Linked DNA regions of Rattus norvegicus: region 1 is linked to region 2. The links are chromatin contacts, called in public Hi-C maps. All regions are on one chromosome and are shown on one strand. The core of a region is the stretch at or near the end of the contact, and the rest is flanking DNA. Distances in the headings are between cores, read along the strand shown. Region 1 has its middle 650 kb from the start of Fam181b. Region 2 has its middle 520 kb from the start of Fam181b.

Region 1 (6,397 bases), core at 313-2,812, 130 kb before region 2:
AAATGTTAAATGACAAGAGTTTTAAACAATTATATCCCTCAGTATTATTTGGGGTGGGGAGAGAAGCAGCACCTGGCGAGTGATTTTTAACTAGTCCAAGTATTGGAGAAAATTGGCTAGGTTGTTTTTTCATACTTGCACTGGTATTTGACAGGGAGAACATTCTGGATAAGGAGTCCAGTGAATCTGGCCTGGTTCCTAGCTGTGTGACTAAGGTGAAAATATTGAACCTTTCTGAGTCTGTGTCTTCACTGCCACAATAGGGAATCATAGTAAACAAAGATAGATGAACTTTTCGTTGGTGTTAAGAACATAAAAGGATAAACTTCAGTGTAACCTGTAACCTTATTTCCACCAAAGATGAATTTTATTTCAAAGTACTGTAAAAATTTGGTCTAGGATAATACTCCCCTAGTCTTTTGCTACTTAAGGGGCTTTGCAAAATATTCTTATTTTAGTTCACAACACTACATCGCATTCCATTTTAATGGATCTGAAAAAAAATAACAGTATTACTTAAGTGATAAAGAGGGAGTCGGGGACTCCATTTCTGTTATAATCTAGGCTTTCTTTTATTTTTAAGACAGTTGTTGCACTTCACTGCGCCTCAGCTAGAAAATGATGGGAAAAAGTTAGATCTAATATATAACTTTACTATGAAAACCATAAAGTAGGAATAACAATTCACTGTATTTTCTTCTCTCATTCTCATGCTTGATGTGTCTATTATTCACATTGCTTTTACAAGTTTCATGGAGTCAGCACTGCTCACACCCCATTGACTCCGTTGAAAAGTAATCCATAGAGGAGATGGCATCATTAAGACCATGTTCGGAGACAAGGAGACTAAGTCTTAGGTTAAGTGGTATGCTCAATGTCAAAACTTATAAGTGAAAGACCAGACACAATGCTCAACATGCTCTGCACCAAAGGAGATGTTTGTAACAGTTTTTACGGGAGCCTTGAAACCTGAATGTTTATGGAAGTATAACTTGGGCGGAAAGAAGATCTAGTCACACCAGTGACACATTTTATAGCCTAGTATGCAATGTCTTTCATGTTTGTTTGTTTGCTTGCTTTTATTTTGAAACATAGCTTTTCTATATTATCTAGGCTGGCCTTCACCTTGTAGACTCACATTATGCTGTTCTGGAGGACAAGTGAATAATACAAATATTTGCAACAATACCAGGATTTAATGGTATCTGGGTCAGTGAAAATCTGAGACAAGGAAAAGTGGAGTATCTTAACAAAGGTATCATAGCTGTTAAGGTAAAAGATATGACTCAAATTAAGATGTCCTAAAATACTGCAATATGCTTCCTGGAAGTCATGGAGAAAGATTATTTTCACACTACTCAAGAAAATAAAATTTCCTTTAATGAAATAGAGCCTGTAGATGTAAATGTTGTTTGTTCAATAAAATGCTTGCCACAAATCATGGAGACCTGAGTTGGAATATCAACAGCAACATAAAAAGTGGGGAATCGTGGTATCTATAGTTCTAGTGCTGTGAGGAGCTCACTGTAGTGCTAGTCTAGCCAACTCAGTGAGCATGGAGGTCAGGGAGAGGTCAACAAAATGAGAGAGAGAGTGTCCAAGACAGACAGACAGACAGACACACAGACAGACACACAGACACAGACACACACACACACACACACACACACACACACACACCTGTACCACATGTGAACAAGCAAGAATAGAGATACCCAAAGAATGTGTTATGTGACAATAACTAGACAGGATATTGCTTCCAAACATTGACCTAAATCTGATTTAATTTTTCTTCAATCATTTTTTCCAAGATTGTCTTATTTAATTTCTTACTATTTGCCTTCTGCTCAATTAGTCTGAATTATTCACTCATAGCTGTTACAAAGTTTGACCACGATTATAAAACTAATAAATATCAGAAGTACTATGAACCTCAATTCTACATTGGTATGTTGGACTTCGACATTTGTTGAGTCTGCTTTCTGTCTCTCACAGAATTCCTTTTATCTTAATCAGGCAGGCTGAGCAACCTTTCTCAAAAGTTTGGTTTTTTTTTTAAACTTTAACTAGCAAAGGTGGAGGTTTTATGTTTTTGCAATTATTTATTGACTTTTCCCGGTAAACAACTGGTGAGAGTGCAGAGTAAGAGAGTCAGCATGCTCAGCTCAGCTCAGCCCTGCCTGAGACACCTGCATCATGAACCAATGGAGTGTAACGATCGTAAGAGACAGAAGTCGTGAATGACTATCAAAAAAAAAAGTTTTCTCAACATAGCAGAGCGGTTGAGCATAGATATTTCCAACAACTGAGGCAGCTTACACAAGACCTGTAAAACCTCGAACCAACACGATTCTAGGTGAAAATAAATAGGCATGAAGGCCCACCACTAACAGAGAAGATATTGGCAGTTGATAACTGTTGACAAAGGGAGATTGTGTTTATTAAGGATGTGGTTGTGGGTGTGTTAACCATGTACCAGTGAATAGGACACTTAAAAAGTATACTGCCATTATAATTCTACTTAATGTGTTTTAAAAATAAAAGAGCACATTTGAGTGAATTGGAAAATGGGGACAGTTCTGGGTGGAGTTTAGGAAGTGATAAAATTATATCTGAAATCCTCAAAGAGCTAATAAAATTATTTCACTCCAAAACTTAAAGTGTTATTAGAGTTCATTGATATCTAGGTTTGGAAATACTTGGGAAAATCTTTAGTATTCTTTTACACAAGGTAATTTAAAAAATAAAATGATAGGCTATAGTAAAATTTGTTTTAGTGCTTTTAGATCAGTATACAAAGTAACGGAGCTCCATACAAGTTTGGTTTTGTTTATCTGCTTGCTTTACTTCCCTTTCTGAAATGCCTGCCCTGTCCCTTGGTATCCATGAATAAGACCAAGCATCTCTCTGACAGTACACCTCATGGACAATGGACACTATACCTCATGGGGCACTAATTATATCCAAGATCCATTTGTCCTCTTCATGTGGGGCTAATGCACAAAGGGCAAAGGATTTATAAAATTAACATGTGTACATGGGAAAAGCAATTTTAGATAAGTCTTATCTATGTTGCTGACATTATCTTTAAAGCAAAATCTAATTATTTAGTAATAGATACAGAAAAATATTTTGATTTAGACACTAATAAGAATAGCACTCGGGGCTGGGGATTTAGCTCAGTGGTAGAGTGCTTGCCTAGGAAGCGCAAGGCCCTGGGTTCGGTCCCCAGCTCCGAAAAAAAGAACCAAAAAAAAAAAAAAAAGAATAGCACTCAAAGCTTATCATCTTTATCACTTATTCTAGCCATAAAAGAATTGTTATTCCAAATATACTACTCAATGGAATAACTGATTATGAAATAATCATAATCTATGAGTATATAAGTCCAAAATGAATATAGAGGTTCTATAAAAATGGTTCATTTCATCTTACGCTGCCTAACCAACGAAAACGTCTTCGTGAAAATAGCATTAAATTATGACAGAATGTTCTGTGATAGAGCCAATTCCTTGTCTATATAGCTAAGAATGAGAATTTAATCAACATAAGGATAAAAACAAAGGCAAACAACTTCGTTCTTAATGTGTCATATTTAGATATATAATAGCATCTCTTTTTTTTTTCATCTTTATTAACTTGGGTATTTCTTATTTATATTTCGATTGTTATTCCCCTTCCCAGTTTCCGGGCCAACATCCCCCTAGCCCCTCTCCCTCCCCTTCTAGATGGGTGTTCCCCTCCCCATCCTCCCCCCATTACTGCCCTCCCCTCAACAATCACGTTCACTGGGGGTTCAGTCTTAACAGGACCAATGGCTTCCCCTTCCACTGGTGCTCTTACTAGGATATTCATTGCTATCTATGAGGTCAGAGTCCAGGGTCAGTCCATGTATATATAGTCTTTGGGTAGTGGCTTAGTCCCTGGAAGCTCTGGTTGCTTGGCATTGTTGTTCATATGGGGTCTCAAGCCCCTTCAGGCTCTTTCAGTCCTTTCTCAGAATCCTTCAACGGGGGTCCCATTCTCAGTTCAGTGGTTTGATGATGGCATTTGCCTATGTATTTGTTGTATTCTGGCTGTGTCTCTCGTGAGAGATCTACATCCGGTTACTGTCGGCCTGCACTTCTTTGCTTCATCCATCTTATCTAGTTTGGTGGCTGTATATGCATGGGCCACATGTGGGGCAGGGAGAGCATTTCTTTATTTATAGATTTCTTCCTGTTTAAAACTGAGAAATTAGTGTTGAAATAAGGCAAATAAGGGGAACGGTTAAAAATACTTATTTTGCAACCAGTGGGAAAAAAATAGAAATTAACAAGCAAATAAGTGATTCAGGAGAAAAATTACTTTAAATGGCAAATGAATAAGAGATAAATGTATTTTGCTTAAAAGTAATGGGTTAAAATAAAATATTTTCTAAAAGTTATAAAATAGGAAGGTCAAAGTTAAGATTTGTGTTAAAAATCAAAACTGAAAATAATAGAATAACAAATATTGAAAATAAAATTTAGATAAGACTCACTGTTTATTGTAAAGAAGAAACAAATATAATCAATAGGAACCACTTATGAAAAAGTGAAATAAAACTCCTCTGAACCTAAAGAACAGATACATACACACACACACACACACACACACACACACACATATACACACATACACACACACACATACACACACACACACACACACACACACACATATATATATATATATATATATATTGCTGCAAAATTATAAAAAGTGCTGCTGTCTTTTACCCCCACACTAGTTCCAGCACCATACCGCTCCAAGATACCTGGTAAATATCTTCATTTCAGTCAGCAGAACATCTCATATGCTCTGCTCCATTCCATATCTCAAAGCTTATGGCTTCTCTCTGAGCCAGGCAGCAATCTCTCTACCCATCTAGTTCCCAAACCAGGCTGCCACCATGCCAGAAATATACATCCCAATTCCATGGTGGATTAGTGTATCCAGCTACCACATATTCCCTTAAACTGAAGTTGCCACATGAAAGAACACATAACAATAACCTCTGCTCCAATTGATAAGATATAATTGCCCACCTAAACATACAAAGCCCTGTACGTAGCCATTCCTTATGAACATTCATAACAACCTGTACATGTGCAGAGAGGAATCTTAGCACCACTACTCTTCACTACTTTTCTGCCTTCTCAAGTCTCCTCCTCTCTCTAAAAATTTTCTCCCACCCATCCTTCCTTCTCATCCAATGACAGGCCTTATTCTACCTTGTACCTGCCTTCACCTGCATAATGACATCATCAGACATTTATATTTATATGATCTGGTGGTGAACAATACTGTGTTGTCCATTATTTATTCTTGTATGAGTATAATTACTTCTTTAAACATTAATGAATATCAGAAAAAAGATAAATATGATATTGAAAATTAGACTGTTATATACTTTTAGAAAAATGGTGATACTAAGTTTTCAGCCTAGAATATATATATATGTATATATATATATATGTATATATATATATGGAAATACTCTCACATTTACCCATAGATTTTGAGGCTAAACATGTTATCACCCAGGCAAATGTAAGATTTGTACATAAGCACCACATGCTAACCAACTGAGCTACCTTAGGACAAAGGCAACTCCAAGGATAAATGAGGGTGATCCGCCCTTAGATTCCTAGCATTATGAAACATTAAATGGTCACCTCCTGTAACCAGGCAAGACTTCCAATGGAGGGATGAGAATACCAACCCAGACACAAAACCTTCACCCCACATTATCCCTGCCTATAAGAGGGGCAGCAATAAAGAGGGACAAAAATTGAAACAATTGCCAACTGGCCCCACTTGATTCCCTTGTTGTGAGAGGGAACCACCTGTGACACTATTACTAATATTCTGCTGTATGTACTGACAGGAAGCTTCCGTAATAGTCTTCTGAATGGCTTCATACAACTGCTCATGGAAACAGATGCAGAGACCTAAAACAAATGTTAGGCACAACTTGGGGAATCTTGTAGAGGAAAGTGAAGAAGGATTGAAAAAGCCAGAGGGGTCAAGTACACCATAAGAAAACCATAGACTCAACTAACCTCAGCACATAGGTTCTCAGAGAGACTGAACCAACAACCAGAGAGCATGCATGATTGGACAGACCCTGTCCCCCTACACATATGTAACAGATACATGGTTAGGTCCTCATGTGGGATGTCTAAACAACAGGATAGGCACTGCCTCTGATTCTCTTGCCTGTCTTTGGATTCCGTTCCCTTATATGACTTTGTTTAGCCTCAATAGATGTACCTCATTACTATAACTTTATAAGCCAAAGCAGGTTGATATCCATGAGAGGTCTCCCATTATCTGAGAAGAAAGGGAGGGGACATAGAACAGGTGGAGCTGA
Region 2 (6,528 bases), core at 893-3,392:
GCAGGGGGAAGTCCCAGACTGTCAACAAAATGTTAGATCTGTTGCTAGGAAAGGATTTGTGCTTAACGCACTTGAAGTGGATTGGCAGATGGCTAAGTTATTTCTTATGATTTCCTGCCTCCAATATCTCTTACATCCTTTAGAAACACCATTTTCTGATATTTTTTCACACAACCTTCCAAAAACCATCCCTCCATCATACTATACTACAAACCAAACTACAAACCAAACCAAGTATTTATTTTGTCACATTTCAGTGGCTAGATCACAGAGCTTTAAGGATGTCCTGGGAAAGGATACCTTAGCTACCTCTACCAACTTTCCTGAGCATGAATTGGCTCTAGAACCCAGAGAGTAACAAGATAAGCTTCAGAGTTTTATGACGTGTAAGACTACTCTTTGTTACCTCTTTCTAAACATGTTAATCTGAACTTTAAAATTTTAATCAGATTTATCTCAATAAGGTTTATAACATAGATAAAAGCTATACCATATAATGATGTCTCTAGAATATGTAAGATGCCAGAGTAAGCAATAAACCTGTATCTGACACAGTAACCTTGGCCAACTTGGCAGTCTAAGTTGAAGGGCATTCTATTACTTTACAGGAAGCATAAAAGGCTGCATGAGCTGCAGGACCCAGAAATGCACCAGTAGGTACATGTCAAATACCAGAAAAATGCAAAGGCACCCTGTGCAAGAACATAATCCCCTGAATAGTGAGAATGAGTATCATATAAACCAGCAGATATGTATGAACTGCAGAGTGGAGTCAAGTGCAAAGGATCATGCCTTGTGTGTTTACCTCTGCAGAAAGTTTCCTGGAGGCCAAAAGGGGAGTGAACCTTCATGCCTGATAATGCCAACATTCCAAATGCTTCTTCACAATTCTATATCTGATTGCTTCAAAATGAGCTGCTTTTCAAATTTCCTTCTTCTCTTATTTGTCTTTTTTTTTGAGGGACCTAACAAATTCACTGGATTCAAGTTGTCATGGTGACTTCCCCACTCCTTTGACAGCAGTAGGCTTTTTACACCTCTCATCTGAAAGGTAGACAGAAAGAGAATTTAGTCAAAAGATATTGTCTTATAGAATTGTATCTTAGAACATAGTGACTAGTCTTGCCTAGATTATCTATTTGTATTTTCTGGTGCATAATTTTACTATTTTAAAAAGGTCAGCAAGCTCTAAAGACTTTTACTAAATCCTAAGCACCCTTAGAGTCAACCACTAGGATATTATTTTTCTCTACTTATTTTCCACTATCTTTTTCTTCATCCCTCCACCTTTTGTTTTAGCCCTTATGAATTAATAGGACTTTGTTTCTTATTGATCACTTGTCATTTTCAGAGCTCTGTAGACCTGTCCTGTCCTGATTTTTTATTGCTATGGCAGCAATAAAAAGGTTAGAAATGGAGAAAAATATCACACACAGACACAGACTCAAACCTTTGTATACATCCACAATCTATTGTTACTTTGAAATATTGATCTTACAGAATAACTGGAAATGGCCTGAAATAAAGCATTAGAGAATCTAGCCTACGCAGAGTCCATGAAAGAACAGTGAAAAATGAATCGTTCCTTTCCCATTCCTAATGCACTGGCTCATATGATAGATAACAAAGAGACAAGCCATGATTTCATCCGCCTTGCTTGGAGTTGCTGAGTCAGCTTCCTCCTCAGAGTGCTTTAAAAGCTATTTTTTGAGGATAAGGCTTTGAAATTCCCACATCTGTAGAGAAATAGAACCTGGCATCTAAGGCTTCAGCTGGTATGAACTGTAAAATTAGGTATTTCTGTAATATACTTAATTTCTCTAATTTGATATTGTTCATTGTAGATATTGAACCCTTGTAGACTAAAAAGTTATTTATTACTAACATATCAAATAACTGAAATGCATGGTATGTGCTATGACCGAGCGAGATACCATACTGTCTGCTTTTTAAAATTTACAACATCTTAGGCACCTGAGAATATACTAGTTCCATTCTGCAATCCAGAAAAAACTATTTTGTGACCTTTTAGCTTGCAATATTTCCCTGTTTGGAAGTTTTCTGGCATCCAGCCTATTTTTTACAGCTTTGTATTTACTTTTGGTTTAGACAGTGTTCCACTCTGAATCTCAGGCTGGGTTCTAACATGAGATGATCCTTCTGCTTCATCTTTCTAGTGTTGATATCACAGGGGAGAGCCACTGTAGCTTCCTCAAACTAAATTTTTGACAAGTTCTAAAGGTCAGGGACTGTTCCCCGATCTTTAGAGGCCTGCTATTCTACCCACCATACCATTGTTCATATATATATATATATATATATATATATATATATATATATATATATATATAATTTAATTGGGCATATAGTATCATGGCATTAAAGTCCATAATGGTGAGAAAATTATGATGGCAGGAATGCTCACATCTCAAACCATAGGCAAGAAGCAGAGAATACACTGGAGATCATAAAAAAAAATTGATACCTCCAAGCCTGACCCAAGTGAAACACTTTATGAAGGCCACACCTCCTAATCCTTCGCAAACCGTTCCACTAACTGGGGACCAATTATTAAACTATATGAGCTTATGAAGGCCATTCTCATTTAATCTATAACATTCCACTTCCTGGCCCACATAGCTTCATGCATAGTGTAAAGCGTATTTGGTTCAACTTCCAAAGTCTCCATAGTCGTTCTCAGTCTAAACATTTTTAAAGTCCAAAGTCTCTTCAGAGACTGAAGATGTCTTAATTGCAACTCCCCATAAAATTACAAAGCAAATTATGCACTTCTAACATACAATTGCACAAAATATAGAGCAATATTCCAAAATAGGGTGCACAGTGAGGAAATACTAAACCAAGGCAAGACCAAATAAAGGTCAAACTCTAAATCCAATAGTTCCATGTCTTATGTGAGAGAGCCTAAATGTTCTTTCCTTATACCTTTGTTCCTTAAAGAATGTCTCTGATCACCCATGCCTTTCCCTTAATTTCATCAATATGCAAATTCTCTTTAATTTACTTTGCTTCTGTGCGATACTAGTCTCTTTTCAATTTGCTTTATAATTGATTTTGTACCTATCTTTTATACCAACTCCATAATAGACTTTTTAGTTGCTGAGTTACACAGTACTGGAACATCATGGGCAAGTTCAGGCTTATTGTATGAACTTAACCAATATACAAAAGTCTAAGAACCTCACATATCTCCATTGACTGCATGCATATAATAGTATATATGCATGTCCTTACGCTTGTCCTTGCAAGGGACAAGCTTGACATTTAATACCTTCCTTCATTCCTCTTCACATTATCTGACTTTTCTTTTAAATGGAGTTTCTCATTGAATCCAAAAAACACCAAATCAGCTGAACTGTAAGCCAGGATTGTCCCTGCAGCCATTCAGTCTGGATTACAGACTACTGTCACCATACCCAATTTGGAGCATAAACATTCTAGGTGCTCAGGTCCTCATGTTTGCACAGCAAGCCATGACCAATCACCCATGGCCCAAACTTTTCACCAACTGTATGGATTTCATATGCTAATAAACTACTTTTATCTTATTACTCTTCCTTTTGTCAACATAATGACTAAGACCAAAGTTGTTATATCTTCCTAGAGCAGAGGAGTGTGCTTTTTATTGTCTCATGCTAGTATGCACTTTGAAATTGATGAAGAGTAGTTCTAACTGTAAGAAGACAAAAACCACTATTGTCTAAGTTGCCTCTATCCACAGACTTCTTTTTCACTTCCTCCTTACCATGTCTAATGAAGTTAAATTCCTGCTTTATGTATTTATGAAAAAAAAATCTAAGAATTCCTTGTTTCCTTGACTTGTTGAACTAGTTTTCACAGCCAATCTGTTATACACACTTTCTCATAATCGTGGCTCATATTATAAAACTTCAAAATCCATTGACTTATTTCCCTCTTTCTAGTACTCAATGCTTACATTTTTGGGGCCAGATATAACAGAACACAACTGTAACTACCCAAAACTGAGAGTTAGAGGCACAAAGCTCATGAATTCAAGACAGCCTGGGCTGCACGAGCCACTGTCTTAAAAATCAAAACAATAAAAACAAAGTCCTTACATTTTTTCATATTTTTATTTAAAATATGTTTAAATATTGGAATATAGTTACATATCTCCCTCTTATCTTTCTTCCTCCAACACCTCCTATGCATCTCCCTCATTTAGTTTTTGCATATCATTAAGCCAGACCTTCTTCTTTTACACTTTCTATAACTACTGAGGTTTTTTACTTGCTTAAGACTATTCTGTCATCATGGAGGTTCTTCCCTTTCTCACACCCAGGAGTCAGGAGCAGAATAAATTCAAAACTATCCTAGGAAATTAATGAGAATCTGTATTTTAAAAAGAAGTTTTCTGTGTATGCTGAGATATTTTTAAACCTACTTTTAATAAGCATTCTTAAATGCTTTAAAATTCCTTCTAGCCCACCATCCACCAGAGATAGCGGAAAGGGAAGTTTAATAGAGCAAAAGTGAATGTAGACCTGTTTAGAAATATTTCTTTGGAGCAAATCCAATCTGCATTGTCAGGATATCAGCAGTCAATTTACATGAACCAGCAGTGGCAGCTCGATCCACTCTCAAATATCATCCTCAGTGACAGGACTCACAAACACCATTCACACATTAGCAATGGCAGGTTGATCCAAAAGAGGTCACAAAATTCTATCACTTTGGTCCGAGTCAGAGGGGCAAGAAGCCACTGGAATACCACCAGAGGTGTTTTTGGTGCGTTTCTCTCTATGAAGTCATGACAAACCATGATCAACAAAGAATGGTAAGGTATACCAATATCACCGAGCATCATCCACAGTCCATTGAGCTATGTTTATATCCTTTCCAAACATCATGTGCTCTTGAAGGAATCCACTCTAGCTAAACATCAAATGCCCCTTTTCCAGACACCCTCCCAAAAGTAATGCTTGTTCCTAGTAAAACATCTTCCCTTGTACCTGCTTTATCAAAAACATCCTAGCATAAGACAGTTTCCAGAAAAACATCACATGGCACAACTGAGTCTCCACAAAACCAAAAAATTTCCACTTCATTTCTAGGTTAAAGAGATGTTCCAGTGGTTAAGAGCATTTGCGCTTTCTCAGTGGGTCCTGATTTCCATTCCCAGCTCATAACCTCCTGTAACTTCAGCTCCAAAAGTTTGAATGCCATATTCTTCCATCCACATGGATATAACACATACACACAGAAGCATGCACACACACACACACACACACACACACACACACACACACACACACACAGAGAGAGAGAGCACATACCAAACTTTCACAAATATTTTTTCAGCACATGTTACTTCTGTTGCACATTCTACAACATATTTCTTGAAATCTACCTGCAAAAGTAACATTAGTTACATTTCAAAGTTGTTTTAAAAGAACAAAACTCAAACCTGTGAGTTTGCCTACCACTTATTTGTAGATTAGAATAATCTATGGCCTCAGGCCATTTTGCATTCCCTCTGGCTTTGAAGTCATGTAAAATTTCGAAGCATGCAGATAGAAATAAATGCAGTCTCTACACAGGTGTTGCATTTCTTTCGCTTCTAAATTTCTTATTTCCAATATATTCGCTGTTATTCAGATAAGATTTCTTTATTCAATATCCCAAATGGATCAATCGCTACATCCTTAAATCCTTTACACAGAGAGACAGTAATACCTTCGAACAAGAAGGAAGTAAGCTGTGTACTCAGAACTTTTGGCAATTTAGTAGAAGGGTTTCAAGAGTACACACTGTTTCAGTTCTGTTCAGTTCAGTTCAGATGCTCCTATTCATTTAAAAATCTTGCCTATTATGATCCCAGGGCAAAGATGAAGGATAATTCATTCCATGCTACCAGAATTCACATTAAAATTTCATTTTAACAATACTTATCTAAGACCAAGGGTTTTTAAAAATTGTTTTGTTTCTGGATTGCAGATTAGATGTTAGTTATTACTCTTGTATGAATCATGCCATAATTGATCTTTGTTAATGTCTAGCTTTTGTTACTTAAAGTGGAATGCCAGTTTAAACCATTTGTGAAGCTATTTAAGTGCCAAATCCTAGCTATTTACGACGCTTCTAATCACTTGCGATCATCTTCCCCACAGACAGTTGTAGAATTTTCATGCCTGATCTTTATAGCCTCTCTGAAGCCCTCAAAACAATTTACATGCTCATATTTAATCAACTTACTTAAATTCTATTAAATTGTATCATTAAAGTACCACATACAGCCACATAAATCAGACTTTTTGCCAAGGCTTTGCTTGCAAAAATAATAATAATAATTTTGCAGAAAATGTTCTCTGGGTGTCAAGAATTTGGAGTGTTCAGTCTTCAGTCAGTACACATTACAAAATGGACAGAGACAGATGATGAGTGAACAAGGTAGTTAAATGCAAGTCTTTTAAGAGTACAGTGCTATTACCCAAACCATGTATATTTGGAAAATATGAGGTCAAGAAAGAAATCACATTTTCTCAA

The links. A called contact is a pair of places that touch in the nucleus more often than the background predicts.
Region 1: a contact with region 2 is called in a Hi-C map of liver, with 4 times the contacts expected there. The contact joins two enhancer-like sites. A contact is called at or near these places in 3 of 12 Hi-C or Micro-C datasets (kidney and liver).

Annotation. Positions count from the first base shown.
Region 1 is chr1:157,228,011-157,234,407 of GRCr8, reverse strand. No RefSeq gene overlaps it. Among named protein-coding and RNA genes, the nearest start is that of Fam181b, 650 kb to the right of the region's middle. Within about 2 kb of position 1,562, at least 2 of the 93 cell types and tissues checked have an H3K27ac peak or open chromatin away from gene starts, as enhancers often do. A contact at or near this core is called in liver, where this site is marked.
Region 2 is chr1:157,099,790-157,106,317 of GRCr8, reverse strand. No RefSeq gene overlaps it. Among named protein-coding and RNA genes, the nearest start is that of Fam181b, 520 kb to the right of the region's middle. Within about 2 kb of position 2,142, at least 1 of the 93 cell types and tissues checked has an H3K27ac peak or open chromatin away from gene starts, as enhancers often do. A contact at or near this core is called in liver, where this site is marked.